2 separate regions of the Lactuca sativa genome follow, and region 2 is linked to region 1. A link is a contact called in public Hi-C data. All regions are on one chromosome and are shown on one strand. Each heading gives the region's core, a stretch centred on a gene start, on an enhancer-like site or on the middle of the called end of the contact. The rest is flanking DNA. Distances are from core to core; before and after follow the strand shown. Region 1 holds the start of LOC111899237. Region 2 holds the start of LOC111899235 (nudix hydrolase 20, chloroplastic).

Region 1 (3,640 bases), core at 688-3,187:
CCCATGGACAATCTATCTCTTTATATCATCAAAAGGTCTTCTAATACACATCTATTACTTAACTCATTCAGTACTTAATCTTTATCAATGTCTAGTAATCAAGCTATGATGACTTCCCACAACAACATCATATATTGCATCATGAGACAAAGTATATTGCCCTCTACTTACGACGAGAATGTGACCCATTCTCCGGCACCTTCACCATGTCGTGGAGTCTACTTATCATGTCACGGTAACTGCTTGATGGAAACTCCATAACTGATTCCAGCTTTGGGACAGTTTTCTTCCAATCTTCAAACATTCATATCTTCTTCGTTCTAACCCATTTTCTATGATCCTTATATCCAAGAGAAGGCGGGAACATAGTTTGCAACTCTGTTAAGTCATATCTCACTGACTTAATACGAGTCTTAATCCATTAAGTCATAAAGTTGGCCCAAAAAGCATAAAATTATCAATTTACCCTTTTGACCAAAACTATATATTCTCATGCATCATTTCTCTTGAACTTATTCATTTAACCTCTTATAAGTGATTTATACTTATCTTGACCATTTTCATGAAGTTATAACTTCATAATCTCTTTTTTTTCTCATAAATGACAATTTTTCCCTTTTGGTCCATATTTGACTAAAAGTCAACTTTCTCTAAATTTTAGGTTCTTACGTCGCCTAACTGTGCATAAGAAACCATGTTTAAACACTCTGATAGGATCTGACAGAAGAAACCTTAATTAGAAACTCGATGTTACCAATCACCATCAGTTTGACCTGATGACACTCTCATATTTCACATTCTCCATTGATAATTCTTTCGTTGAGAATCTCCAACAACCCCAACTACCAAACAAATCTCTCTCCCTCTCTCTCTCTCTCTCTCTCTCTCTCTCTCTCTCTTTCCCCTTCTATCTCTCTCTTTACATAGACATCCTCCGATGACTCCTTCTTATGATTATCCAATATAGCATCTTCGACTTCAAGGTCTCTCTCTTCCTCACATGGTATACCTCCTACACAGCCTCTTCTCTGTAAAATCCGTAGGTTTGACTTACCCTAAATTGTTGTATCTGATGATTTTACTCCTCTCATTTTTGGCGAGATCCTCCTCCACATCCTCTCAAAACTTCTGAATTTCTATTATATGATCGTATGTTCTTTTGAGATTCTAACCTTATACATGTTGTTTTACTTCATTGAACTGTATTCTCCTATACCAGTAATAAAATTTAGTTTTCTTATTAGCCATGCATTTGGGTCTCTTCACATAGCTCAAGAATTGTTTTTATGTCATGACTATTGTTTATAGCTTGATGATGAAGTTACTTTTGGTTTGAAATTTTTTTCCAGTGGTTGTAAATTGGTCCACAAAGGAGATGGTCGTCGTCAGAGTCATTAAGGCAAAGAAAGGAACGAATTTGTGGAAGGGGGTGGGAGTACTATTAAATAAAAAGACAAGATTACTTGTGGTGGGATGGGTGAGTTTTGAAGGAGTTTCTAATAAAATATTAATATAAATGGTACTATTAAATAAAAAGAGATAAAAGAAAATATAAAAGATTACATGAGCTAGTGAACAACCATGCAAAAAAAAAAATGAAACTATAAGAAAAATTTATGTAACTAAAAAGTATTAGGGACAAAAATTATGAATGTGACAAACCATAGGGACCATTTATAAAATTTCTGTTTACCAATTTCAAATGTACAAAGGACTTAACGGCGTCTGAAGCCGTTGCCTTCACGAGTGACATCCACACCACTAATTTCAAAATACATCTCAATCATTCACTGCGCCCAAAATTACAATCCCCATTTTCAAAATTAGATCTTCGTAACGGCTTCTTCCTCCCCGACCCTCTATCTATCTAAACCCTACTCTCATTTCCCCCAAATTCACACCTAATTCTCTCCTCAAACCTTGAAATTCCATTTCAATGGCGTCTCTAACACCAGGAATCTTGTTAAAACTCCTCCAGACGATGAACACCACCACACGAGTTACCGGCGACCACCGCTCCCCTCTTCTCCAGGTCATCGGAATTGTTCCTGCTCTTGCAGCAGGCTCAGATGACCTCTGGCCTAACCATGGCTTCTATGTTTCTCTCTCTGACTCGGTTAACTCAACTTACGTCTCGTTATCTGATCGGGACACAGATCTCATACTCACTAATCGATTACAGTTAGGGCAGTTTGTGTATGTTGATAAGTTCGAGTTTGATTCTCCAGTACCACGAGCATCTGGAGTACGTCCGATTGCTGGTCGTCATCCGTTTGTTGGAAGTCCTGAACAGCTCATTGCTAGGATTTCGAGTTCTAAAAGAGAGTTCGTGATCCAGACTGTTTCCGATTCAGATGCCTCTGGTGATCCTATTGCTGCTTATTTGTCGAGTAAAAAGTTAGATGGACCTGTACATGACTCGAAGGAAACAAAAAATGAGGTTAGTGCTTTTTTCTATTCACAGATTTGATTTTTATACATGACAATCTAAAACTTATGTGCTTGATCGTGAATATTCATCAACTTGTCATCCATTAACATAGAGTTTATTAGAAATGTCTGAATTTTGAGATACAAACATTTTCTGCTAAACCGACTGTATCAATCTGTTCAACGAGTACTTTGATTTACCAAAGGCAACCATAAACTTCTCGTAGTTTAATTAAATTTGTAGTGAATAATAGTAGTTAAAAGAAAGAGCTTCTACTTAACAATGGGTGTTACTGTTTGTTAAACAGGTTAGGAACAGACAAGTTCTTGCACCTAAAGAGAACATGAATACTTCTAATGAGTCAACAAAGACTGCAGAAAAGCCTCCTCAGAGATTTTCTAGCCCAGCCATGAAGCAACAAAGATCAGTGTCAGCAGGAAAGAAGAACGTAATTGAAAGGGATCCTTCACCTGCCGGAAAAGCAAAAAGATCATCTTCTCCGGTACCTTCAAAGTGTGTGGTTCCTAGTTTAGCCATGGCTAAAGAAGAGAACCGAAAGTCTGCAAGAGAGCCTGCCATTATTGTTCCTTCAAGATATAGACAACCTTCACCAAATGGCCGGAGACAAGCATCTCCAAGTTCAAGAAGAATGTCAATGTCGCCAGGTAGGCGGTTATCTAGTGGAGTTAAAGTTTCTCCGGCAACTGATTCCGGCAACAAGAAAAAGATGGCAACTTTAGCTGCTGAGATTTCAAAGGTTTCAGAGGCACTTGTTGGGTCTTCCACAAAGTCAAGTAGAAAGAATTGGGATGAAACAGAAGTGAAAGAGAAGAGTGGGATTAAAAGCAAACCGGATTTGCAAGCAATTTTAAAAACCCAGGTAAAAAAAATCAGAAACCCAACTTGTTTATATTTTATAAAAATTATATAATTTCATTATGATGTTAATGAAGTTGTTGCCCTTGTTGGGTCTTTCAGGCTGCTCTTTCAAGGCGTTTAAGTGATGCACATTCACATGATCAAGAAGATTTTTCTAGTGAAGAAAAAGCAAATCCTAGCTCATGTGGCACTCCTCCTTTGTCTACTACTACTACACCTCTTGGAATCACACTTCATGAAAAGAAATGGACTGATGGTAGTGTCCCTCTGGATGCAGTGTCTTTAGACCTAGCAAAGCTTGGACAGGTAGAAAAGACATGAATGCCCTTC
Region 2 (3,622 bases), core at 112-2,611, 130 kb before region 1:
TCAAGCATTCCTGGGTAAGTTTGTTTCATTTCACTTCTTTTCCCAATCCACATGTATTTTTCTCCATCTTTTTCAACATATCCACACATGTGAACTCCATAAGCCTACAAGAAGATATTACAAGATTATGTGAGATGCTTAATTAGTGATTACAATGTTTAAGATTTTGCTAATTTGAAAGATTTTAAGGAAGATATGAGATATGAGATATGACATACATTTATCCCAAAGTAAGGTGCTGCTGCACGTTCAAGTGAGAAATAAACTTGTTCTCCATAAGATGAAGTAACAGGATATAGCTGCAATCATTTAAAATTATAATCTAAGATGAAAGAAGTATGTGTTGGCAATCAAAAGCATAGATTCTGGTCATGAAAAAGTACCTCATTACGTATACCTGGAATTACTTCTTCACCTAAGCACTTGACTACATTTCCAAGGGCTTCAGTTCTATGCTCAGGTGTTTTCAGTGCAGATTGTAATGTGACATGGCCAGATTGACTACCATATGAATCACCTTTGATGTAAGTGAAAACGTCCTTGAACTTGCTTAAATGGTCAAGGAAACTGCACAAAGTTCACATACCTGATGCAAAATTAGCTTGATGATTGATGAATATCATCAATTTAAACTACTCAGAAGAACAAAGCAACAATAGATCTGATTATGCACCTTAATGCGAGAGACATTACCCGTTATGAACATAGCCAACAATTTGGTCCTCGATGACAAAGGGAATGAAATCAGAACGCATTTCCTGCAATCAGTTGATATGGATTCATGCCTATAACTATTAGTCTATTCTATATCTACATATATGCTAAAATCAAAATTTCCTTTGAGCTACGATGAACACAAGAGAAGGAATTTTTACGGAATGATAAAAAAAACACTGAGACACATTTGCGATTGATAAATATAAGAAATTATGCTAGTCGAAGAGTTTACCCGGCCTCGGTTACATGATTTTATCTTCTGAAAGAATCCACTGAGATCTGATGAAACATTCCGCTGTTGAGATATTTGAAAGACATCATCCCAAGTGAAACCGCTATCATTGCTAGTAGAACTACTAATATTTCTCGTTGAACTACTTGATGAAACAGCGGCAGCAACAGAATTTCGATTAAGGATGAAAGAGAGAGGTCTGACTGTGGATATGCTTCGAATCATAATAGGAAAATTACAGCGGTGATAACATGATGACGATGTTGAAGAAAAGTTGCTAACACTGTGAGAAGTAAGATTATCGTGGTGGGGGTGATGGCCGCCGGCGATGGTGCAGGAGGCAACGGACATATTTTTTCAACTACTCGACGGGAAAGCTGTAAACTGTAATTGCGAAAGAAAGGATTTACTTCCCCGGTTTTTGTGCATTATATTATATTTACCATAAGGTCCCTCAAATTTTGATATTTGTCAAAAGGGGCTATATCAGGTCTATTAAATTTATAGGCCTATAAAAAAAACTATTTAATATTAAAGGATAATGACTTAAAAGGGTAATATATTTTTCGATTTGTACATATTTGGATATTAAATTTTTTTTCATCCACATTTACCCCTTCAACTTGTTAAATTGTACACATTCAGTCCTTATGACCGGTTACTCCAGGTTGACCGGGAAAAATGACTTAATAGGGTAATATATTTCTCATTTTGTATATATTTAGTCATTAATATTTTTGTAAACATTTAGTCCTTACTATTTTTTTTGTTTCAAAGTAAGTCATTTTTGTTTTTGTCAGTACTTATGAATGATTCTTTTAGGTTTTTCTCACGATATCTTACATCGGACAATCATCAATGAAGTGTGTGGGGCTATTGATGTTTATGTGTAACGTCTCATTTTCACAACAAAAAAATTGTCATTTTTAAATAAGGCAAAAGTGTCTAATTATAAATCCATTATTAAGAAAAAAATGTTTATTCCAAAATACATTTATCGAAAATCAGAGTAATATAAGAAACGTGGAATCCTAAATATTGCTGATGAGTGTGTACAATCATGTCGTCGCCTTCCCACAATCAACGAAAGAACCTAAAACATAAAAAACTGGGTAAATACAAAGTTTAGTGAATTTTCCCAAACGTATTATCATGCATAACGAGCCTACACTCATCAGATTGGAATACTTTGGCCCAATCAATTATCGGTCTGGAATGCCAACATGCAACAGGTCTAATCAGTATCAGACTGGAATACCCAGGGTTTGTCGGCATGCCGCCTTAACCCAACCGCTCTTCTCGAGCCTTCATGCCTACACCTTACAGTCGGCCCGCATCAGGTATCTTGGCCTACAACATATAGCAGGACCACCTCAACCTATCACACCACCATATGACTATCCCACATACGGTGTCGTGAGAAAAATCTAAATAAATAATTTATTTTGCAACAAAAAAAATATTAAAGACTAAATATGTATAAAAATATTAAGGACTAAATTTGTACAAAATGAGAAATATATTACCCTATTAAGTCATTTTTACCGGCTAACCTGGAGTAGCCGGTCATAAGGACTAAATGTGTACAGTTTAACAAGTTGAAGGGATAAATATGGTCGAAAACAAAAATCAGTGATTAAATATGTGCAAATCAAAAAATATATCACCCTTTTAAGTCATTATCCCTAATATTAATCAGTTTTAGGGTCAAAATCATTAAATAATATTCAAATTTTAAATTTTGTTCTATTTTATATTTAAAATTTTTTTAAGATACAGTCATTAAAATGCAAATTTTATCTTAATTTTTATGAATTCTTTTATTTTTTCAATGCTTATGAAACTTATAATGTCATTTACTTCTTACCTATTGAATTAGGTTGCTTAATTTTTTTTTTCAAACGTGATTTTTAATAGTGTACATATGTAACATCTTCAGACTACAACTACTTCAACGGAGACATGTGTGTCTTTATCTTTTCTTTTAATAATGTCATTAGCTTTTCAAGTCCTTATTTTCTCTATTTTGATTAATATTAATTTATTTATCAAACTATCACCATCAAGACGACCTGGTGATGATCATTTAGGATAAATGCTTCAAAAATTGGAGTTGTCTCAAATTCGAAATCTATAAACTTCAACCATGAGACAATCTTCTGTTCCAAAAGAAATTATTTACTAAAGTATACGACCTAACTTCTTATCTGCAAAAGGATGGATCTTAATGGCTTAATTTTTCTAGCCCCAAAATTTCCTATCACATCTTTATATAATAGTGCCGTCGTCTTGATAAGCTCTTATTGTTGATGTTTTTGTTCTTTTCTAAAAGGTCAATGAGTTCACATGGAATGTTCTTAATAGTGTTTTAAGGTGGAAACAAAGTACTAACTTCCCTATAATGATATTAAAGTGAGGGAAATTATTTTGAAAGGGGTGATGTATATTTTTGAAAGGGGTGATGTATATAATATAGAAACATGTGGGTTTGTTCATGCTTTTGTTGGTGGAAGGGATAGACAAGAAGATAAAGTGGAAAGATGTCTGGATAAAATTGTTACTATTTGGGTTGTTGCAAGTTCAATAATTCGACAATATTATCCATTAATTGACTTGTATAATGGTGTATTACTTCATAATGGAATAAAATTTCATAATAACAAAACGAGTAAA

The links. Hi-C and Micro-C count contacts between places; a contact is called where the count stands out from the background.
Region 2: a Hi-C map of leaf shows a contact between it and region 1, with 2.7 times the contacts expected there. The contact joins the promoter of LOC111899235 here to the promoter of LOC111899237 in region 1. A contact is called at or near these places in 2 of 4 Hi-C or Micro-C datasets (both in leaf).

Annotation. Positions count from the first base shown.
Region 1 is chr8:144,843,832-144,847,471 of Lsat_Salinas_v11, reverse strand. LOC111899237 reads left to right here and starts at 1,937. Exons shown (of 5, transcript XM_023895108.2): 1 at 1,937-2,440; 2 at 2,739-3,311; 3 at 3,410-3,616. The coding sequence starts at 1,937. It overlaps LOC122195298 (a long non-coding RNA gene), which reads right to left and starts at 3,040. Exons shown (of 2, transcript XR_006185498.2): 1 at 2,902-3,040; 2 at 1,646-2,408.
Region 2 is chr8:144,974,692-144,978,313 of Lsat_Salinas_v11, reverse strand. It overlaps LOC111899235 (nudix hydrolase 20, chloroplastic), which reads right to left and starts at 1,361. Exons shown (of 9, transcript XM_023895106.3): 1 at 950-1,361; 2 at 694-758; 3 at 384-567; 4 at 219-299; 5 at 1-104. The coding sequence starts at 1,300.